2 separate regions of the Capsicum annuum genome follow, and region 1 is linked to region 2. The links are chromatin contacts, called in public Hi-C maps. All regions are on one chromosome and are shown on one strand. The core of a region is the stretch at or near the end of the contact, and the rest is flanking DNA. Distances in the headings are between cores, read along the strand shown. Region 1 overlaps LOC124885645 (a long non-coding RNA gene). Region 2 holds the start of LOC107878080 (probable E3 ubiquitin-protein ligase XERICO).

Region 1 (5,319 bases), core at 1,194-3,693, 50 kb after region 2:
CTAGCAACCCAAACCGGCCCTAGTCTTCTGCCCTAATTCGCGTCCTCCAGACCTTCCTATCTAGGGTCATGTCTTCGGTGAGCTATAAACTACGAAGAAGAAAAAGATGAAAAAGAAAATGATTATAAAACTAAAAAAGAGAAAGGTGTGTTTACCTTTTTTGGGGAAATACAACGAGACTACAAGCTTTCTTTGGAGTCTTGATCACCATAGGAAAGCGTTCAACTCGAGGACTTCGATTAGCCCATGAATTTCACAGATTTTTTTTTTTACTAAAATAAAAACTCTTCTTTGCTCAAAGTTTTTTTTTTCAACCTTGAAACTTGGGATTTCTTCCAAAATAGTTGTAGTATTTATAGGAAAGTATGAGAATTCCATTCTTTTCATCCATCAATGTGGGGGAAAGTATTTAGGGGTGTTCTTGGAATTTTAAAATTTAAGATAAGGTGAGGTGAAAGATAAGGTGGGGAAAAATTATATAATATAGTACAATTTTTGAATTTTCAAATTGAAAAAAGGAAAAAGGTTGAAGGCGAATTGTACTATGTAGTACTATTTTTGAATTTTAAAATTTGAATTTGAAAAATGGACAGGGTTGAGGGGAAATTGTACACTTGTAGTATAATTTTTGAATTTCAAAATTGAAAAAAGGACAAATTTGAAGGGGAATTGTACAATGTAGTACAATTTTTAAATTTCAAAATTTAAATTTGGAAAAAGTTGAGGGGGAATTGTACAATATAGTACAAATTTTGAAATTCAAATTTTCAAAAGGGACAAGGTTGAGGGAGAATTGTACAATCTAGTATAAATTTTGAATTTCAAATTTAATTTTGGGATTTGAAATTATTTTTGGTGGGAATTGGGTTGAAGTTATGAGAGTTTTTTAAAATTTTGGGGTTATTTAAAATATAATCCCAATTTGGATTTAAAATTTAGCCAAATTTATTTAATTTTGACCAAATTAAAAATCAATTGGAGGATTACATTGCAATTATGGCCAATTTGATTTCAATTATGGCCAAATCTAATAGATTGGCTGAATTAAATTGAATTTCGATACGAATTAAGACTTCATTTAATCCCGATCTTCTTGATTTAATAAAATCAAACACATATTTATTAAAATAAATTATTTTTGAGATTAAATTATATTTAAATCAAGACTTTATCCGTTTGAATTTCAAGCTTGCCAGTAAAAGTCCAATTTTGATAAAAATATTTATTTAAGTAATTTATACAATTTCGCATATGTAAATACAAAAACCTACAATCGTCAATTAAATGTCAAAATTAACCCAAATAATATTTTAGAGCGCATTTATCCGGATGAAATGAATTTTTCAAATTTTATTAAAAATTGAAGAAACGCAGGGTTAAATTTAATCGTGGAGGAAAAAAATTAGGTGTCAACACCAACTGCTGAGGCTAATGAGAATAGTGATTCTTTCACAAAATATGTAGGCTTAAGATTGGGGAAAGAGATCCAAGCTTTAACGTGTGAAGTTTCATCATTAGTTACAAACTTAGCATCCTAGATAAATGGTCGCATTTGATATGAATAGTCATTCTTAACATTAATATAATAAACGCTCTTTGACATAACAGTGACAAAATCCTTTATTCTGTCAAGTCTCAACAAAATATGTCGATTTCTCAATAATCCAATGTTACATCCACCTTTCACATTGAGTTGTTTTGACAGTTGAATTCGAAGATCATCTAATTCTGGCCATCCGTAATAGAACTTCCCTATTATAGCATAATGAATCCCTTCAATCAAATTCATTCTGTCTACTTCATCTTTAGTCCATTGTACACGAGGTACTCCATTAATGAATTCAGGTTTCTTGATAGAAATCGGTTCCACTTGTGTATTTGTATTAGCATAGCCTGTGTTTTGTTTCAAAAGATTTGAATATGTCACCTTTGGGAAAGATGGTAATGGTATTAAGTTTTTAGGAGACTGTATTTTTGTAATATTTGTGTTTGGTAAATCTGGGAAATTATCCATTGTATCTCAATATTGAGTTAGCCAACCACTGCATGAGGCTGACCAACGATCGCAGTGGCTATTTTGGACGAAAAATATCAGATAATGGAATCGACGTTCTAGGGTTCGACCACCTACTCTCCTTCGCTATAAGTTATCAATTAATTTTCCAAATTATTAGTATTCATTGATGGACTTAGAGAGAGAAAATGGAGAAAATATTTGTGACCTTTCATTGACCGAAGAATGAATTAAATCTCTTTCTAAAGTGTATTACTCCACTTTGTACATACTACCTCAAGATTCTATATAATACAAAATGGTCCTATATAAATAAATCTACAACTAGGCCAACTAATCAGCTTGGGCCTTCGATCAACTGGACCGTCAAATCATTTTTAGTATGAGGTCGAGCACCCTCTTAAAGTTGGAGTGAGGAAGGACACCCAACTTAGGAAGAATGGAATAATGGAGAAGCCCAGTGAGAGGCTTCGCGAAAATATTAGCGAGCTGGGCCATAGTGGAGACATGATGCAAGGAAATAAGACCAAGAAAAAGTTATTGACAAGTGAAATTGCAATCTACCTCATTGTGCTTAGTGCATTTGTGGAACATGGGGTTGCGGGTAATAGCCTGAGTATCATAGTAGATAGGGACATGCTGATCAATTAGAACACCAAGATCAGCCAACAATCGAACAATCAGAGATAAATCAATAATAACCTTACTAATGACACGATATTCATCTTCCATAGATGAAAGAAAGATGACAGGATGCTTCTTAACCTTCCAACCCACCAAAAAATGTCCAAGAAAAATGTAAAACCAGAAAGTGAGCGCCTAGTATCAGGATAAACAACCCAATAACTATCATAAAAAGTTGAATGAGAGAAAAAGAGATCAACACTAATAGAAACACCAGCATCCAAAGACCCCTTAAGAAACCTGAAAAGATAGAGGGAAGCATGTATGTAAGGAGCTTAAGAAAACTAAAGAAATTAGTTGAGGTGTTGAATGACAAAGTACAAGTCAGGTCTAGTATGGGTCAAAAAGTTCAACTTGCCAACCAAAATCTTGTAAGTCTTAGGAGAACTCAAGAGATCACTTGTAATGGCCTGCAATTTTACATTAGATCAAGAAGGAATGTAACAACAGTAACAAATTCACAGCCTAACTCTAAGAGGAGATCCTGAACAAATTTATGATGATGTAGAAAAAGACCCTGAGCAGAATAAGCAACCTGGATGCCCAAAAAATCGCTAAGAACACCCAAATCCTTACTCCCAAACTGTGTATCCAAAAATAACTAGAGATTGGAGATTTCAACCAAATCATCACCAGTGAGGATAATGTCATCCCCACACACAACCAAAATAACAATGAAAAGTCATTTTTTCTAGTAGATAAGGAATAGTCATTCAAAGAATATATGTACCCTCTAGAACATAGAGCTTGAGATAATTTGGCATACCATTGCCTAGAAGCCTGTTGAATACCATATAAAGATTTCTGAAGGAGGCAAACTAGAGGAAAATCAGCACATGCAAGAGCAGAAACATTAGGAGGTAGTTTCATGTAGACTTCTTCCTCCAAGTCACCATGAATAAAGACATTATTTACATCCAGCTGAAACAAAGACCACTGCTTCTTGGCAACCAGAAAAATCAAACATTTAATGGTGAAAAACTTAATTACAAGAAAGAAAGTCTTAGTGAAGTCCACACCTTTAACTTGGGTGTCACCTCTATAAACTAGCGTGGTCTTATATCTCTCTAAAGACCTATCAAATTTGTATATGACTTTGAAAATTCATTTACAATCAATAGGTTTCTTGCTGGAAGGAAGAGAAACCACTGGCTATGTATAGTTAGCCTCAAGAGCCTCAAACTCTTTCTGCATAGCATCTTGCCAAGCTGGTATGAAGGATGCTTGAGAATAAGAAGTAGGCTCCAAAATAGTAGTGCTAGCAAAAGTATCAGTACTAGTAGAATCAAAACCCTAACCTTACAAGGAAGGGGGTAAATTATATACATGAGGTTGAAGATGAGAAAGTATAAAATAAGGCTGGGAAGACCTTCTGAGAGCAGGAGACGAGGAAAGAGTAGAAGTAGATGTAGCAAACGTTGAAGGAACAAAAGGTTGAGAATAAGAAGGAAGATGAGAAGAGGGGGTCTCGAAATCAGAAAAAATAATAAGAGAAGGTGAAGAAGATGAAAATGAGAAGGAATAGCAAAAGTAAATATGGACTCATGAAAAACAATATCTTTAGACACAAGAATGAGTTTAATATTCAAATTATATTGATTTTAACCTGTTTTACCCAAAGGATAACCTATGAAAACACAGGGATCGACTTTAGGCTGAAATTTATTTCTATGAACCTTACAAACAACAGTGAGCAAAGACACTCAAAAGTTCTTAGATGAGAAAAAGAAGGTCCATGACCATATAAAAGCTCAAAAGGAGATTTGTTGTTAAGTAAGGTGGAAGAAAGTCTATTAATCGAGTAGGTGGCTGTGAGAATACAATCACCCCAAAGGATAACCTATGAAAACACATGGATCAAATTTAGACTAAAATTTATCCCTATGAACCTTAGAAACAGAAGTGAAGCAAGGAAACCCAAAAGTTTTTAAATGAGAAAAAAAGGTGCCTGATCTTGGAAAAGCTCAAAATGAGATTTATTATTAAGGTGGAAGGAAATCCATTGATCATGTAGGTGGCTATGAGAACACAACAACCTAGAATGAAATGGGTAATTTAGACTAAAAAAGCAAGGCTCTAGAAATTTCAAGAAGGTACATATGTTTCCTTTCCACAACACCATTTTGTTGTGGTGTGTGGGGACAAGGAGTCTGGTTGTCTAAGAAATATTGTATATTAGATGTGCTGGAGTCTAACTCTGGGGCATTATCACTTCTAACATCCTTGACTAAAACAACAAATTAAGTCTTGACCATGGAGGAGCTAATTCAAACCCCTCCGGTAAAATAAAAACAAAGAAAGAAAGTTTTTAACAGTGGAAAGACATTGCTATTGGAACCCATAAGGTGAGTCCAAGTGGCCCAGCTATAGCCATCACCAAGTATTGGGACATATTTACACCCACCATAAGTGGGAATACTGTAAGGACCCTAAGAATCTACATGAATCAATTCATAAGGAAAAATAGTTTTGATAGAACTTACAGGAATAGAAAGTCTAGGTTGTCTAACCACAGGGCAAATAGACAAATAAAAGATTGCTAAGAAGAAAAGGCATAGGTAATGGAAATAATATCCTTCATTCTGGAAAACAATGTGACCTAGACTGTTATGCCATAAAAT
Region 2 (5,748 bases), core at 1,779-4,278:
ATGTGATGGGGACTCAATTTCTGTCTTTTCTTACTTTCCTTTTAATCCTTGATCTTTGTTTACAATAACTATGCTGATCTGATTCCTAAAGTTGTAAAGGCATGAAGAATGCTTAGTTGTACATTATTTATATATGTTGGTTACTTCTAAGATCAATCATTGCACATGCTTTGCCTAACCTCCTCCACCCACCCAAAAGAAAATGAGGAAAGAGACGGAGACACCATTAAAAAATGTTAGTTTGGTGTGTGTCGAAGCGTCAAAAATAGCGCTTTATTGGATGATTCAATACGGGTGGGTCAGCATTTTTTAAGAATTCAAACATAGCTCCCCAGTGCGTCAGCATTTTTTAAGAATTCAAACACAGCTCCCCACACTGGAAATAACCTAAGTAAACACCCTAACTAAGCAAGCAGAAAGAGACCATTCACTTGATAGCTAAGGCAAGAAGATGGCAAACATCATAAGAAAATCTTTCATATATTATGTACAAGAATGTATGAATTCTTGGTCACAGTAAAGAGACCCGTCACTCAGAGAGGACGCCAAACATTACAAATATGAAAAGCTACAGAACTACCCAATGTCAAAGATGAACCGTTGCATGTATTCAGCCTGTACACTACTAAGCTGTACATCGGAACATCCTCAGACGTATAGTAGTGTTATAGCCTCAATAAACTTCTCGCTCACATAGGACAAGTATCTTCTTCGCCTTCTTGAGACATCATGTAATTCCTACAAAGTGGACAAGTTACATTCCAGTACTTGAGCCACTTCTCTAGACAAAGCTTGTGGAAAACATGGCCACACGACAGATGGTTTATCTCTGCATCAGGTTCAAAATCTGTCAGGCAGACCGAGCACTCTTTCTCAGCGTGGTTAGAGATACAGATTGAATCATAGCGAATAGCAGGGGTATGGCTTCTGAATTCCTCCATATATGACTCTGATGGGCTTCTGCGACATTCAAACGGGTCCAAGGGACCTTCGAGGGAATAGTCGTCCCATGATGCAATGCGGATGCCAATCACATGAAGGATCGATCGGACCATCTCCTTAACAATGGAGATAGATATGGCCGTGTTCACTAGAATCACACAAAGCACTCCCGCATCTGCTGGAGTTGGATACTGTGAGAGGCCCATAATGGATTGGAATCTAGTCACAAAATGAAAAATGAAAAATCAACCATTAGAGTAAAGACATATAGAAGTCCAGGCAAGACTATAAACTGACCGATGAAAAAAGAGTATAAATAGTTTTTCAAACAAGAACAGCAACACCACAAGCTTCATCTACTTTTAGCAAAACAGTCGGTCCAAATCCATCTTCCAGCCAAGTGAAATAAGTTCATATTTAGCTAAATCTTACTTCCCAAAATTTCTCTCTAAATATTCCAAGTAGACTGGAACAAACAGCTTGCCCAGAGGTAGTAATGGCAGAACAAGACTGATAGTCAAGATATGCAATACCATACTCCCTCCGTTTCAATTTGTTTGTCCGCTTCCGAGATGACACGGAGTTTCGGAAAGTAAGGAAAACTTTTTGAATCATGTGGTCTTAAATTAAAGATACATAGAATGTATCAAAATGACATTTAACCTTGTGGTCCTAAACATGTGTGTGAAAACTGGAGTTAAGAAATTGCCAGAAATGGAAAGAGCCATTCTCTCTCTCTCTCTTTTTTTTTTGCTAAAGTGGAAAGAGCCATTCTTTTTGGAACATACTAAAAAGGTAAGTAAGACAAAAAATAGGGTAAGTATTAAGGTTCAACACTTTCTCTCCTTTCCCTTTTTCCCATATTCTTGCCAGTATAGAAAGCAAGATGATCCAAACAGAAACCATTGGAAAGACCAGAACTTGCGGAATCAGAGTTTACCTAGGCTGAAACTAGGAGATTTTCTTCTAGCAACAACTTCTGGAATAGGCGAGTGCACTGGACCTGCATAGACACAAGCAGCAACATATATCAATTCAGCCAATTATGAGGAAAAGTTAAACAGGCTATAGCAGTAACACAATTATAAATGGAACATCCCCCTAGACAAGCAGATTTAGTCATTCAGATGTCAGCCTAAACATAAATAGCATATGCATCAAAATAGTAACTAGAGTGATGGAAGAAAGCAGAAACTCAATCAGGAACTGAAAATTGGAGCTATGTACACATCTAAACAAGACTCCATAATTTAAAAGTTTCAGTTTTGTGCCAATGAAAAATCAAATCCAGATTTTTATGAATATGGATCCAAGATTCTTTAAACCTTCTGCTAAAACTGCAATAATTTCATTTATTTTTTCAGGATGACAAGAAAAAAAATTCTGGGTTTAAGACTTCTTGAAGATTTATCCTTGAAAAGATATTAAATCTCAGACCACCAAATGCAAATTATACAAGAAAACACCCAAAAAAAAACAAAAAAACTAGACAAAATTGAAAAATATTCAGCTTTATCTGGTGCCAATTATCCATCATCAAGAAACATTAAAAAGAGGAAAAATCAAATCAAATGACAAAAAATAATCATACAACACAATTCTTGAACACTAAGATCTAATTACAGATCAAGATTGACTTAATACCATCAAGAACTTCATAAAAAGGATTTTTTTTTTCTTTTATTTTCAAGACTACATAAATGGTAAAGATGCTTGTGAACCAAATAAATAAAAGGTTAACAGATACTACTAATAGTAATAGATAAAGGGCACTAATTAGTTACTCACTTTATATTACAGGTGTAGTAGAAGCTAGAAGAAGAAGGTTTCTTTGAAGTTTGAAATTGCAAGAAAATTGGGAAAAATTTAAGTGTTTGGGAATAATAAGGGTAGGGTAGTAGATTCATAGGATACCAAGAGAGGACAGTGTTGATAATGGTTGATGATGGCCTCTTCCTAACAACCCCTTCTATTTATAAAAAATAATAATATTAATGAAGTAACAGGTTGAATTGATATCATGTTTTCAAAAATTTATGAGTTCAAACAATGGAAATAATATTTCATAGAAATATGAGATAAGATTGAATATAATATGCTGTTGTGATTTGATATTTTCAAAATTTTAAAGTTTTAATATATTATATTATGTTTTATAATAATAATAATAATAATAATAGTAATATCTTGGGTCCCATTATAAAATCTGTCCGCTTCACTCCATGTTCACATCGTAGTGTAATTAATCACCTCCTTGACCATTGTGGTACTTTCCCCAACTCTCATTCAACTACGGTTTATCTTTATTCACGTGTATCATTTCGTTTTAGTTGGTTTATTTTAAAAAATATTTATTTAATTTATTATTTTTTAATTTAATATATTTATTAAGAAAATAGGACTAGTTAATGATTACTTTATTATATTACTTCTGTTAGTTAATATTAATAATAAGTATTAAAAATAATTTAAAAAATAAGTAATTAATGCTAACGGTTAAATATGAAAAAAAAATGTTATTCTTGATTTGTCAAAAAATAATAAATAAAAATGAAAATTAAATTAGAAATTAGTGTCAAGTAAATCTGAATGGAGAGAGTATATATTTTAAAATAATTGTTTTATTTATAAAATTAAGAGAATTTTATTATGATATTTCAATACTACCTCTATTATTAAATGCGTATGCAAAGTGCATATAATCAAATTTATATTTTTAAAGTATAATTAATAATGTTAATTTAGTAAAATAAATTTCTAATAAATATTTTCTTAAAGGAGTATTAAGTCAATAAAGATCAACTATTTTAAAATGGAGCGAGCAAATCTTTATCAATATGACGAACTAATGTTTATTTTGAACTGTTTGTTTACTGGTAAATAGAAAAGAAAATGGACACTTCTAATGGAAGATATATTGCAGTATAAATGTTTTTTAAATATATAATATCAGACTTAGACGAATGTAAATAAAATTAGATGCTAGCATGGGCTTAATATATATTATTTTTTGTCTCAATTTTTGTGATACAAATAGAATTTAGATAATCAGATCCAAACGACTGGCGATCCTCTTGCTCACGATCGGTCTCTCCGGTGGATTGCTTTGCCCGCGACTTCTTCTCTGTCGGCGACTCCTTGCATCGCCGTAGTTCTGACGCTAATTTTCGGCGACGTATTTTCGACGATCTCTCTCTCTCTTTTCTTTCTTTCTAACCCGTTGCAGGTACTACAAGTTCAGATTCAACATACCTTCTCAGGCGGCGACAACACGATTCCGCCGACCAATATTCGCTGCAAATTATCAGAATTCGGCGACTCAACCAAGTAAACCGACCCAGCTTCGATCAGGTGCACTCGCTCCATCTCTTCTAGATATAGCTTTCTTGATTCTAGTGGCTGCTACTGGCTGTCTTGTCTACTATTCCTATTTTGAATTTATTTTTCTTCGCGTCTTAGCTGACTATCTTGTTTGTGGGTGACGATTTACTTGTTTATTTCTGTATTTCATAGTAGTGTTTTACTTGTTAATTCTTCTTATGTTTTAGCCATTTCGTTGTTCATATTAGTTCTGTAGTATGGGCTTGATAATACTTTTTGGGTTGCTTTGTGCTCTTAATGTTATTGGTCTGTGCTGTCTCTGGTGGCTGTGTTAGATGGTGTTGGCGTAGGTTTATGTCTTTGGAAGGGGCTTGGGTCGGGGATCAGGGTCGGGATCATGGACGAGGGTGGGGGCAGGGGTAGAAAGGGTAAAAGAGCTAAGGATGACTATAGGTTGAGAGTAGGGTCATGGAATATAGGGCCTTTATCGAAAAAGTCATTAGAGCTAGTGAAAATTCTTAGAAAGCGAATTAATATAGCCTGTCTTCAAGAAACCAAATGGGTAGGTACTAAGGCAAATGTAGTAGATAGTTATAAGTTGTGGTACTCAGGAATCGTGAGGAACAAAATGGTGTAGGTATTCCAGTAGATGATGAATTTAGAAAGCAAATGGTAGAGGTTAAGAGGGCTAATGATAGGATGATGTCAATTAAGCTAGTTATTGGAGGGTCTTCTTGGAATATTATTAGTGTATATGCACCACATGAAGGCTTGGATGATGAAGAGAAGAAGAGATTTTGGGAGGATTTGGATGAGATGGTGAGGGATGTACCCAGTAATGAGAAACTTTTCATAGGAGGCGATTTCAACTGGCACATGGGGTCTTCTTCAAAAGGTTATGATGATGTGCATGGAAGCTATGGGTTTGGTGTAAGGAATGTTGAAGGAGTGACACTTCAGGATTTTGCTCGGGCATTTGAATTAGTGGTAGTCAGTTCGAACTTTCCCAAGAAGGAGGTTTACTTGGCTACCTTCTGTAGTTTGGTATCAAGACCCAGGTTGACTTCTTGCTCTTCAGAAAAGGAGATAGGGGTATTTGTAAGGATTGTAAGGTCTTAACAAGTAAGAGTCTTTTGACCCAACATAGGCTTTTGGTGATGGACTTGGAGATCATAAATGAGTAGGGGAGAAGAGGTATAGAGGATCAGCCGAGGATTAGATGGGACAGTCTGACTTTGGCCAGTGCATTGGATATAGATGATAAGTTGATAGCGAGAAAGGCTTGGGGGGAGTGGAGGAGATGTTGATAGTATGTTTGCATCAGGGAGACAACTAGAGAGGTGTTGGGGGTCTCGAGAGGCTGCTTGGGCAAACACCAACGGGACTAGTGAGGGAACGAAGAGGTGAAGGGGAAGGTAGAGGCTAAGAAGAAAGCGTACGCAAAGTTGGCTGAGAGTAAGGATGAAGAAGATAAATGGAAGAATA

Evidence for each region. Hi-C and Micro-C count contacts between places; a contact is called where the count stands out from the background.
Region 1: a contact with region 2 is called in a Hi-C map of leaf, with 2.0 times the contacts expected there. The contact joins the enhancer-like site here to the promoter of LOC107878080 in region 2. A contact is called at or near these places in 3 of 5 Hi-C or Micro-C datasets (leaf and placenta).

What each region holds. Positions count from the first base shown.
Region 1 is chr7:174,720,833-174,726,151 of UCD10Xv1.1, forward strand. It overlaps LOC124885645 (a long non-coding RNA gene), which reads right to left. Exons shown (of 2, transcript XR_007042998.1): 2 at 5,304-5,319. Among protein-coding and RNA genes, the nearest start is that of LOC124885645, 5.0 kb to the right of the region's middle. Within about 2 kb of position 2,444, at least 4 of the 5 cell types and tissues checked have an H3K27ac peak or open chromatin away from gene starts, as enhancers often do. A contact at or near this core is called in leaf, where this site is marked.
Region 2 is chr7:174,670,486-174,676,233 of UCD10Xv1.1, forward strand. LOC107878080 (probable E3 ubiquitin-protein ligase XERICO) reads right to left here and starts at 3,029. Exons shown (of 3, transcript XM_016724956.2): 1 at 2,731-3,029; 2 at 1,883-1,945; 3 at 453-1,161. The coding sequence starts at 1,148. The coding sequence ends at 690. LOC124885644 (a long non-coding RNA gene) reads left to right here. Exons shown (of 2, transcript XR_007042997.1): 2 at 1-156.